3 separate regions of the Rattus norvegicus genome follow, and all the other regions are linked to region 1. A link is a contact called in public Hi-C data. All regions are on one chromosome and are shown on one strand. Each heading gives the region's core, a stretch centred on a gene start, on an enhancer-like site or on the middle of the called end of the contact. The rest is flanking DNA. Distances are from core to core; before and after follow the strand shown. Region 1 overlaps Pik3r1 (phosphoinositide-3-kinase regulatory subunit 1). Region 2 has its middle 61 kb from the start of Rpl21l6. Region 3 has its middle 25 kb from the start of Rpl21l6.

Evidence for each region. Hi-C and Micro-C count contacts between places; a contact is called where the count stands out from the background.
Region 2: a contact with region 1 is called in a Hi-C map of liver, with 2.4 times the contacts expected there. The contact joins two enhancer-like sites. A contact is called at or near these places in 6 of 12 Hi-C or Micro-C datasets (the A7r5 cell line, frontal cortex, kidney and 2 more) and 1 of 1 datasets of contacts at active chromatin or transcription factors (oligodendrocytes).
Region 3: a contact with region 1 is called in a Hi-C map of liver, with 2.7 times the contacts expected there. The contact joins two enhancer-like sites. A contact is called at or near these places in 3 of 12 Hi-C or Micro-C datasets (kidney and liver).

The regions. Positions count from the first base shown.
Region 1 is chr2:34,615,160-34,619,025 of GRCr8, reverse strand. It overlaps Pik3r1 (phosphoinositide-3-kinase regulatory subunit 1), which reads left to right. Exons shown (of 16, transcript NM_013005.2): 15 at 527-697; 16 at 1,852-3,866. The coding sequence ends at 2,041. Among named protein-coding and RNA genes, the nearest start is that of Pik3r1, 81 kb to the left of the region's middle. Within about 2 kb of position 1,870, at least 3 of the 93 cell types and tissues checked have an H3K27ac peak or open chromatin away from gene starts, as enhancers often do. A contact at or near this core is called in liver, where this site is marked.
Region 2 is chr2:34,200,737-34,204,602 of GRCr8, reverse strand. No RefSeq gene overlaps it. Among named protein-coding and RNA genes, the nearest start is that of Rpl21l6, 61 kb to the left of the region's middle. Within about 2 kb of position 2,027, at least 3 of the 93 cell types and tissues checked have an H3K27ac peak or open chromatin away from gene starts, as enhancers often do. A contact at or near this core is called in liver, where this site is marked.
Region 3 is chr2:34,286,662-34,290,527 of GRCr8, reverse strand. No RefSeq gene overlaps it. Among named protein-coding and RNA genes, the nearest start is that of Rpl21l6, 25 kb to the right of the region's middle. Within about 2 kb of position 2,202, at least 11 of the 93 cell types and tissues checked have an H3K27ac peak or open chromatin away from gene starts, as enhancers often do. A contact at or near this core is called in liver, where this site is marked.

The DNA.
Region 1 (3,866 bases), core at 621-3,120:
TGTCAATGGGTTTTCACTGACTTTGGGGCACATACCAAGGAAAAACTATAAACTCAGTGGCAGGACCCAGAGCTTTACAAAGGGAGAGTTGGGCCCAGGAAGATTGGGTTTTTGGCATTGTTTGTTTTTTTAACCCACAGTTATATAAATTGACCCTGTATGTATGTCCATAATGATGCCCCTGAATATCAGAAAAACCCCCAAATATTTTTGGAACAATGAGAGGAAACCGACAATTATGTTTAGTATAATTTGAAGGTTAAGTATATGTTTGGCTTGAATTATTTCCGAACGGGCAGTCTTCTGATTTCTGCCCCTGCCCGGGTATCTAAGGGTGGCCTCGGACTAGCAAGAGGAGGTAGTAATAAGGTTCTGCTCACCGTTCACCCTGGGGGTTGGTGAGAAGGCCAGACACAAGGAGAGCAGAGAGAGCTGAGTCATCTGATTGACTTGCTTGGAAGGAGACCTGGGGGCAGGCTGGGTTCCCACACTCTTCAGTCACAAACCTTCCCTTCTGCCTGTGCAGCCAATACTCACTGGTAGAAGATGACGAGGATTTGCCCCACCATGATGAGAAGACGTGGAATGTGGGGAGCAGCAACCGAAACAAAGCCGAGAACCTATTGCGAGGGAAACGAGATGGCACTTTCCTGGTCCGGGAGAGCAGTAAGCAGGGCTGCTATGCCTGCTCTGTAGTGTAAGTAGCTCAAAGCCACTTCCTCCTCCTGTTTCAGCTATTCGTCGGCCATTAGAATGTGAAAACGATTCTGTTTAGAACACCTAACGGAGAGACCCCTCTGCCATTTGGTTGGACAGCTGGGACAAGTGGTTTTTCTTTCTTTCTTAGTTATAAACAGAGATGGCCCACTATTCCCACCCCTCTAAGAGTCCATATAGTTAGAACGCACAGTCACGTTTCTGTGAGAACACCTGAAGTAGACCAGGCACTCCTTCAGGGATGACCTAAACAAGAGCAAGGACTCCATTGCGATCGTTCAGAGATACCCCCAGAAGTGGACACATTTCTATCTTGTAGTCTAGTTTCTTTTTACCCCTTAACTCTGTGGAAGGGGTACTTTAAAAAGTACAGTCGGAAGGCGGAGTATGGCGCCTGTAATCCTAGCACTCAGAGGCTTGGGCAAGAGGATGGTGAGTGACTGAGTTCAGCATAGGCTGCCACATGGAGACCCCAGTCAGCCGAAAGAACGATGCAAGGAAGGTTGGGAGTCACTAGCATCACAGGGACAGAAAAATAACCATCCTCTTGTATGGAAAGACACTAAAAAAAAAACCACGGCTTCGTTTAAGAGCTATCCCTATGAGAAAGACAGGGAGAGCTTTTGAGTTAGGATGAGAGACTAGGAGAATGCAGAATAAATGCCAAGATGGAGAGCTTTGATGGCATTTCAAGGAGAGCTGAAGAGACCTGTTGATTATAACTGGAAGGAGGGAAGCTAGCACGTGGTCCTACTGAGATAGTAACAACAGCACCTGAAAGGTCGGAAGCTGCCATTTGTCACATGCTGGCCACATGGCACATCCAGCCACACGTCTAGCAAGCGCTCACATCTCGTAGGAACCCTACTCCATACACACGGGTTATGCCTCTCCTTTTGTTAAAACGTTTAGCAGTCTAGTGAAGGAGGCTCAAATGCTGTGCGTGTTGCTTCCCCAGCATAAAGGGCACTAATAGTCTACTGTGGCTTTGGGGCTTTGGTTCTCCAGGAGTGAAACAGACCATTCACTGTGCCCCCTCCATGAGGACAGCTTTGTTAAAAATACCCTACAGCGGCATTCCAGATTGTCTGGGACCAGCTCAAAAGGCTTTTCTTGTTCCCTTCCCCTTTCCAGGGTAGATGGCGAAGTCAAACATTGCGTCATCAACAAGACTGCCACCGGCTATGGCTTCGCCGAGCCCTACAACCTGTACAGCTCCCTGAAAGAGCTGGTGCTACATTACCAACACACCTCCCTGGTGCAGCACAATGACTCCCTCAATGTCACACTAGCATACCCAGTATATGCACAACAGAGGCGATGAAGCGCTGCCCTCCCTCGGATACAGTTCCTCACCTTCAAGCCACCCAAGGCCTCTGGGAAGCAAAGGGCTCCTCTCCAGCCCGACCTGTGAACTGAGCTGCGGAATCGAAGCCGGATGTCTGCACATGGGACTAGAGCTTTCTTGGACAAAAAGAAGTCGGGGAAGACATGCAGCCTAGGGCTGTTGGATGACCAGACGTTTCTAACCTTATCTTTCTTTTTTTTTTTTTTTTTTTTCTTTTAATTTAAAGCCACAATACACAGAGGAAAAAGAAATGCAAAAAAATCTCTCCGTGCAAGGACAAAGAGGCCTTTAACCATGGTGCTTGTGAACGCTTTCTGAAGCTTTACCAGCTACAAGTTGGGACTTTGGAGACCAGAAGGTAGACAGGGCCGAGGAGCCTGCACCTGGGGCCGCTCGGTCCAGCCTGGTTTAGCCTGGGTGTCACTGGGTGTGGTGATCCCAGACACATCGCACTGTGGATTGTTTCCTTTTTAAATGAACGGATGACATGTAGCAGAGAGCCGCGTCTGCTCAGAGAGAGAACATCGATGCAGTGCGTTCGGAGGAAAAACAAAAACACCAGAAAACCTTTTTGTTCAAGCTTGTCAAACCAACAACCTGCCAACAGAGAAAAAGAGTGTGGACAAGGGGACTTAAAAATGACATTCAGTATATAAAACATGTACATAATAACGAGTGACTAACTATCAAATAGATGGATTTGTATCAATACCAAATAGCTTCTGTTTTTGTTTTGCTAAAGGCTGAACGTGCAGCGCTATGCAATTCTCGATTTTTATTACGTTGTTACCAGTTTCCGATCACCTTCAGAGTAAGCTTTCCTCACCCCAGGATTTTGTTGCTTGAAAATACTGTCCCTGACTTTTGTTAATATTTGTTTTTGTTATTCTTACTTTTTTTTAAAAAAAATAAAATAAAATAAATGTACAGGATGCCAGAAAGGAAAAATGGCTTCAGAATTAAAACTATGAAATATTTTACAGTTTTTCTTGTACAGAGTACTTGGCTGTTAGCCCAAGGTTAAAAAGTTCATAACAGATTTTTTTTTTTTTCTCGGACTAAATGTTGGGCAGGGCCCTGATAAGCTTCAAAGCTGCTTTATTCAATAAAAAAAAAGAAAAAGAAAAAGAAAACGATATATGATATGACAAAGTATGGCTGAGTCCAACAGTGTGAAGACTCTTGAAATACGGTACCTGGCAATGTTTGTTTCCTTATCAATTGTGAACTTGTTGAATCTGGAGGGAGGGGAGGCAGTCATGGGTTGTAACAGGCAGGGTTAAGGGGAGGGGGGTGGTAAGGTGGTGTGCACTTTCTTGGGATCCCAGAGAAGGGGAGAATCGAGGCTGTGTGTCTCCCGTCTTTCCCCATCTGAGTTTATTACCAGTAACTCCAGACCCAGTATGTAACTTGAACCCAGCACAGCTGGCCAGCATCTCCATTCTCCTGAGGGAAATGCTGAGTTCATTCTGGGGTTCCTGGGACGCGCCCTTTCTCGTTGTCCTTGTAACACACTGGCCTCAAGGTTGAATCCCTGCATTTAGAAAATGTGTTCTTTTCTCTTTGCAGCATTGGACTAGTCACAGCAGCCAGTCACCATTCATTTCAGCAAAGGCATGATCTGAAAAACAGTACTTCTAGCTGGATACTTGTTACTTTCCTAGCTCTCTGTTCAGTTCCGCTTAGATCGGAAGACAAGTAGACCCAAGTGGGCGGTCCCTGTGCTCTGTGGAGATTGTTAAATGCAAACTGACAGTTCTGACGGTCCTTCTCGTTAGCATAAAGGTGCATGTTGTATACG
Region 2 (3,866 bases), core at 778-3,277, 410 kb after region 1:
TGTGGGTTGAATGACCCTTTTACAGGGGTCACATTTCAGATATCCAGCATATCAGATATTTACATTATGATTCATAACAATAGCAAATTCACAGTTATAAAGTAGCAACACAATAATTTTATCTTGAGGAACATGAGGAACTGTATTAAAGGGTTGCAGCATTAGGAAGGATGAGAACCATTGCTCTAAAGTTGTGCCAACTGGAGAGTTGACCCAGCAATTAAAAGCACTAACTGCTCAGTCCCCAGCTCCGAAAAAAAAAAAAAAAAAAAGCACTAACTGCTCTTCCAGAGTATTGAAGTTCCATTCCAAGTAAGCACATGGCAGCTTTCAACTGTCCATAACATACATACATACATACATACATACATACATACATACATACATACATACATACAAACATACGTACGTACGTACGTACGTACATACATACATACATACATACATGCAAACCAAACAGTTAAAAATTCAAAAAAATTTCAAGAAAAAAGCATCAGTTTTTTTTAAGAGGCATGTTAGCAAATGATTGCATCTGAGCTATCAAGGAAATTCGAATGAGGAAAATCCTGGAGAGTTAGACCTCGTTGGTAAGAATTAGGGGTCATTATTCAGAAAGGATCATTGAGGCAGACAATGACATATGGTGAACTGGCAAGATTACAGAGAAAGGGCCTGTGTGAAGTTCCTTTGCTGGGTAGAGCTGACCGACATACTTTTCTCAGTATGGCTGACCACATCTGTGCACCATCGACCTCTTAGCTCTCAGCCCTACTCTCTCCACTTCCTCTGCCTACTCTGTGTGTACTGGGGAACTGGATCTCATGCACATAAGTGACTCCATGTATAATTAGGCTATGGGAGTCTAGAAAGCTTGACCAAGGCGGGAGAAAGGGAGAAGCTAAGTTGTCCATCCTTTTTCTCTTTGCCCCGGGAGTGTCCTGCAGTGCTCCTGCAGACCCCCAATTTCAAAAACAAGCAGCTCCTCTGAGCTCTCACTTCCCTGTTCTCCCTGATGCCCCAACTACAGCTCCATTATCCCGGCCGCCCCATGTGGTATGCCTGCCCCAGGTCTGAAACAGCTGTTAGCCATTGCCAAACTCTGAGACGCTTCTCACCCCCTCAACAGTGTCTTGATTATAACTCTAACAGCACAACCAGTTCTATGGAACAGTGCATCTGTTGAGAGATTAAACTGTTTTATGCTTCCTCACTAACCTCTAGCTGACACAACATCTAATCAAAGCATATCCGTGTGATCATTTGTATAATCATGCATGATTCCATACTTTAGAAAACATACAAACTCAAACTACATCATGAGTACTATCCCGGTAAAGAGAAGGAAAAAAAATTCAGTTTAGAGTTCTCCAGCCCAAATATATCCTAGATCTGCTAATACAGGGTAATTACTCATTTGTGGACATGGCATGCATTTATGTCAGCATTTGCAAGGACATGTAGAAAGGCATATGACAAATGCAGAAATTAATTCCCCAGGCATAATTTGAAATGTATTCCACAAATACCTGAAAGAATGAGGGAATAAAAATCTGACAATTACAGAATAGGGGTAGGAAATCACATTGAAAATCATAATCTCATAATCGTACACAGCTAGATCAAAGCAGAAGGTCCAGACAGTGCCCAGGAAGCACAGAGTGGGAGAGGTAAGAGGAACCCATCGGAACCACAGATACTCCCTGGGTTTTTCCACCCAAGGAATAATAGATGGAGAAAGTGAAGGAGACCCAGGAGTGACTGGCGTGGAACTTAGTGCAACTTAGACATCGTTCTCTAAGTGCCAGCTTGGACACAGCCCTGAAGGGTGAAGGAAGAAACCATCTGATTGCTACGAGCACTAAGTGTCCTTCCTTTGCTGTTGTTTGAGATGCCGTCCTCTCTCTCTCTCTCTCTCTCTCTCTCTCTCTCTCTCTCTCTCTCTCTCTCTCTCTCTCTCTCTGACCTCCAGTCACTCCTGCCAGTGTTTACAGTATTGATTGTTCCAAGATCAACAATGCTTTACCGGTTTCGCCTGCCTAGATAAGAACACTATTAAAAACTGTGAGAACTCGAGGAGAGCAAACCGGAGGGATAATGAGCTGGAGGCTTTGATGGGCAGAGGAAATGAGAGGCAGATTGGCTAAAGCAATCACATTTCCAGCACAGACCCAAAGAAAATCAGGCATATTGTGTGGGACAAACAAATTCCAATTGGAGAATGGATTCCAGCATTGACCTAATTATCCACTGTCCAGTTCTCATTCTTACGGGAGGAATCCAGGCAAGTAAAATAAATCCTTGGAGCCAAAGCCACTCCTTCTAATAATGAAAATTACTTCCTTTTTTCTTCTCAAAGTCCCAGATGGTTAAAAAATAAAAATAAAAATCCCAGAATATTTTTGTGCTGTTTGAGCCTTATATATAACATCTGTCCAGATAATATGACTTCCACAGGTTCACGTAGGTAATTTCTATGCAGTCAAGGGAGGTGTGAAGGGGGTTCTTTGAGAAAACGAGTTCAAAGGAAGGACAAGAAGCCTCAACTTTGAAAGGATAAAGCACCAGTAAAAATCGATTGCTCCTAAGTAAATTATTAGTTGAACGAAGAGGAAGGATTAAAGCTAAATACTGGGAGCTCCTTGCTAAGCTGAACGGTTGTGATCCAAGTGTTCCCGAGAAACCGTTTCTAAGCTAAAAGGGGGTAAGAGAGAAGCAACTGTAGTCAACTGTAATATAGCAAGTATCTGTCACGTGATTTAATTACAGAAATGAAAGCAACCCAGGAATTATGTGGTCTATTCAAGCCTGCAAGGAGCACGAACAAAGAATATAATTATACATCAAGCCTGTTGATTAAACAATTACTATTTAAAGCAGATATAGATTTAAAATTAATTTGCTTCTGCATTCTGAGGATTTGGGGACCAAGATAAACAGTGTTTGAAGTTTAATTATCTGTGTGCAAGATGAAGGGGCTCATTTCCATTTGGTTAGCGCTCCGGAGCATTTTGGATGGTATAAAGGGACGCAACCAACACCACAGCCAGCCTCCGCAGCACTGAAACGGATGATTAAACTGAGCAAGATGGCCTGCTCAACCTAATCCCCAGCGAATGGGGGGATAGTGCAAGAGACATTGTACAACAGCACATTAATATTCAAATGAACACTAGCATGAAGTTTACCTGGAGGGCAAACACACTATCTCCAAGAGACCAGACAAAGGCCAAGCGCACAGCCCCAGCTCCACCACAGAGGTTTCTGGGGATTGGATACCTTTATACAGGGCCAGATACACAGGACACCTATCTGCCAGCTACTCTAAATGGAATGACTCTTATCAGCGGCCACAAGCGCAGTGTCCCGGGGCAGAACTGCAGAGTTGAGGGGTGGACGTGATGAGAGGATGAGTTGGATTTGGCATGAGAGAAAATAAACAGAGACCAGACCATTCCGCAGTTAAGGGATGACTGTGGCTGCAATGCATAGAATCGTCTCTATGTCTCCACACCCAGTACAAAGCACAAGAGATGAGATTTCCTGTCCTCAAACCAAGCTCACCAGGTGTCATGAAAAGACCGTGTGCTTAGTGACCTGGTTATATTTGAAACCTCCAACCCCACCGTGGACTAGAAGGTGACATGTTCTAATCTTGTTTCTGTGAAGAAGGGAACTGGGAAAACTCGAGTTTCCTCAGCAAAACATTCGTTTTCCTGAGTTCTTCCTGCTCCCTGTGCAAAGTGGATGCCATCGCGTCTTTGTTAGGTAGCTGCAAATATTAAATATAATGTGAAGTCCCTAAGCAAGTCTTGTTCCTCGTTAAGAACCCCTCAGTGAGTCGCCATCGGTTTCCAGATGAAGATAAC
Region 3 (3,866 bases), core at 953-3,452, 330 kb after region 1:
CCAAGGTTCCCCCTTATGCTTCAAATTATACCGTGCCTTCACTTTCTTTCCATAACTTTAAAATTGCTTTGTAAGTGACTTGCTCAGCATTTCTCGGGCCCAACTGGGAGCCCTGCCTTTCCCTGAGTAAGTGCTGCCAAGTAAAGGCAATATCACTAGAACATTAAGATCAATAATCTTGAAACATTGGGGATTTTCTTTTCTTAAAAAAAACATGTTTTTACTGGATATTATATATTTTCCCTTGGAAGGTAGAGACTATTTGGAGTTTATTATCTATAGAGAAATAAAAAGAAAATGTAGATATAATGAGAAAGAGCAGAGTGCTCTGTCCCCTCCATGATGAAGGTCCATTAGAAGGGAAATTGTGTGCCGTTTGTTTGTGTGTGCCTACTGTAGCAACAGTTCCGTCTGAGGGTTCCCAGGTCCCCAGGATCCGTCTGAGGGTTCCCAGGTCCCCAGGACCCATCTGAGGGTTCCCAGGTCCCCAGGACCCATCTGAGGGTTCCCAGGTCCCCAGGACCCATCTGAGGGTTCCCAGGTCCCCAGGATCCGTCTGAGGGTTCCCAGGTCCCCAGGACCCATCTGAGGGTTCCCAGGTCCCCAGGACCCATCTGAGGGTTCCCAGGTCCCCAGGACCCATCTGAGGGTTCCCAGGTCCCCAGGACCCATCTGAGGGTTCCCAGGTCCCCAGGATCCGTCTGAGGGTTCCCAGGTCCCCAGGACCCATCTGAGGGTTCCCAGGTCCCCAGGACCCATCTGAGGGTTCCCAGGTCCCCAGGACCCATCTGAGGGTTCCCAGGTCCCCAGGATCCGTCTGAGGGTTCCCAGGTCCCCAGGACCCATCTGAGGGTTCCCAGGTCCCCAGGACCCATCTGAGGGTTCCCAGGTCCCCAGGATCCGTCTGAGGGTTCCCAGGTCCCCAGGACCCATCTGAGGGTTCCCAGGTCCCCAGGACCCATCTGAGGGTTCCCAGGTCCCCAGGATCCGTCTGAGGGTTCCCAGGTCCCCAGGACCCATCTGAGGGTTCCCAGGTCCCCAGGATCCGTCTGAGGGTTCCCAGGTCCCCAGGACCCATCTGAGGGTTCCCAGGTCCCAGTGTTCATCTTTGGTAGTAGCAAGTTTACTAACTATGAGAACAGACACTTCAGTATGAACCAAAAGAACAGAGAAGTCTCTATCTTAGCTTAAACAGATTGCTGGTTGAATGAGGAAGATTTTAGGCAAGAAACAGAGGGTCTGTTGCAATTTATTTTTCAGAGGAATTAAGTCTCAATCTAGAATGATGTAAGAACATCACAGATCATGTATCATTCTGACAGAGACAGTGAGGTAGAAACAAGGAATGTCAAGAACTTACAATCAGAATGGAGCTCATTTCTGTACACCGGGAAGAATCTACATGGAGCTCTACCTTCTGTCTTTACTTTTCACTTCTTAAGTTTGGGAAGGAAGCAAGTATCTCTCCGATCTGCCCACCACCACTCCCTAAACATCATAATCACCCTTGTGAGGGAATCACCATACATTATGGGGAAACAGAATGCCTTATCAAGGAAATGGTGGTCTTCCTCCACAAGTGTCTGAGAGAAAAGTTCTCACTGAAGGAACAGTTTAAGTGCAGTCATTATTGGAGCACCTTAATAGCCTTCTGAAGTTCCTTTTGTATTTCCAGATTCTTCCATTCTACTCTGTCTCTGAGAAAAACAAAGCACTGAGAAGTCTCCTAGCAAGCCGGCAAGAAAGTAAGAACTACGTCTGAGATCAGATGCAGAACTAATCTTTGATTTAATCCTACTAAGCCTTGTGCCCAGTATTTCAGAGTTGGTCTGGGTCCAATGTAGACAGAGGTTAAACAAATTAGCACACGCACTGATGGTGGGAGTGGCATTTTCAGAGTTATTTGAAGATTATGTCCACCTTGCCAGCTCAGACTTGCAGCAAGTAAGTAAACTTAGATTAACCCTAGATTAATCCAAAGACAAAAGAACCTTCAGCCAGAAGACTGAGATAGGAGTGGGGATGGGGAGAAAAGTATGCTCTGTCCTAATCACTGGGAGAGAGCCCGCCATCCATCTGAGCCAAGTCTGTCCTGATCTATAATGAGATCAATTGTATCTGAAGCTCTTTGGGTCCTGGCAGCAGGACAGGCCCAGCAGGGCAGCAATGAAGAGCGATGACCTCACTGAAGAGCACAGCCAAGGCCACAAACCTCCATTTCTGGTTCTCCCTTCCACCCTCCCTCCTCTCTTTAGCCACTGCTGGACTGCCTGTTGCCCAGCAAGGCAGAGCTAGTCTTCAAAGTAAACTATCAATGCTCTGCACTTGCAATCTCTTTTCCAATGAGCCTAGGAAGAGCTTTTCTATGTTATAGTCACCTGAAATGTTACGTAACTTGAGGCACTTGCTGACAGGAACCTGGTGTGACTGTACCTTGGGAGGTTTGGCCAGCAACTGACCAATGCAGATGTGGATGCTTGGAGCCAACCTTCAGAGCTCAGAGACCTTGGTGGGGGAGCTGGCAGAAGGACTGAAGGAGCAGAGGGGAATTGCAACCCCATAGGAAGAGCAATATCAGCTGGCCGAATTACCCAGAGCTCCCAGGGACTAGACTACTAACCAAGAGTGTACAGGGAGGGATCCATGGCTCCAGATACATATGTAGCAGAGAATAGCCTTGTCTGACAATCAGTGGGAGGGGAGGCCCTTGGTTCTGTGGAGGTTTGATGCCCTAGTACAGGTGGATGTTAGAGCGGTGGGGCAGGAGAAGGTGGCATGGGTGGGAGAATACCCTCATAGAGACAGTGGAGGAGGAGGAGGAGAGTGTGGATGTGGGATGAGGGGTTTGTGGAGGGGTAACTGGGAGGTGGAATATCATTTGAGATGTAAACGAGTTGAATGATTAATTTAAAAAAAGAGAGAAATTAGCCAATATATATATATATATTCAACCTCTATAAATCAGCTTTATGGGAAATATTTAGCCACCTCCCCATCCCCTTCGACATGAAATACTTATGAAATACTTCTGCCTAAATACATTCAATTATTCCATGGACATGGAGGACTAAGGGCATGGCTTCTAGGCTCTACCTCAGAATAAAAGCCAAGATTCCATATCACCCTAACCTTTCACTTCTTTCCTTTCTTACATACTACAGAAATGCAGAATGAGAATATCTTTGTGAGCCATTTTGATTAGTGATTCCACAAGAGTGTAATTGGTGTAAAGGAGAACCACAGAAAGGGTGCACAAGCTCTAAGTCATCTGGGTGCTGGGAAAGCAGAATTTCCCTATTAGGAGAAGAAGAAAATGCTTAGGGAGAGAGTCCTATGCCAACACATTTCTACAAAAAAAAATGACATAGAAGGCCTTTTGGATTCCAGATAACTCTTACAAAATATTTTGATGGATTAAATGCAAAAAGTGAATCAAGCATATGGATTAAATTTTCATTAAAATACAGATGGGATTTTTGTTATTAAATTAAGTAAAATGTTTGGCAAAGTAGATTTGGTTTTGGCCAATCCCAGGGACATTTGAAAAACAATTTTGAGCTATTCAGTGAACTAAGCCGAAAGCCAAGCTTAGCCCATCTTTAGAGTTTGGAAGAACTGAAATCTGGCTTATAGGGATCTGATTCAGTGTCAAATATGTTACTTAAACACCAAAAGTGCCTACGTGCTTCGAGAATACAGTTGACTTGCCCAAAAGTTATTGAGTAACTCAGATGCCTGGTACATAAAAGGCAGCAATCCACTGACCTGAGAAGAGGTGAGCCACATCCTTCCCCCATCCAGATATTAAGGACTGACTCAAAGCCAGAGGTCTCTGTATTTACAAATGTGCTGTCTAGCCTAGAAAA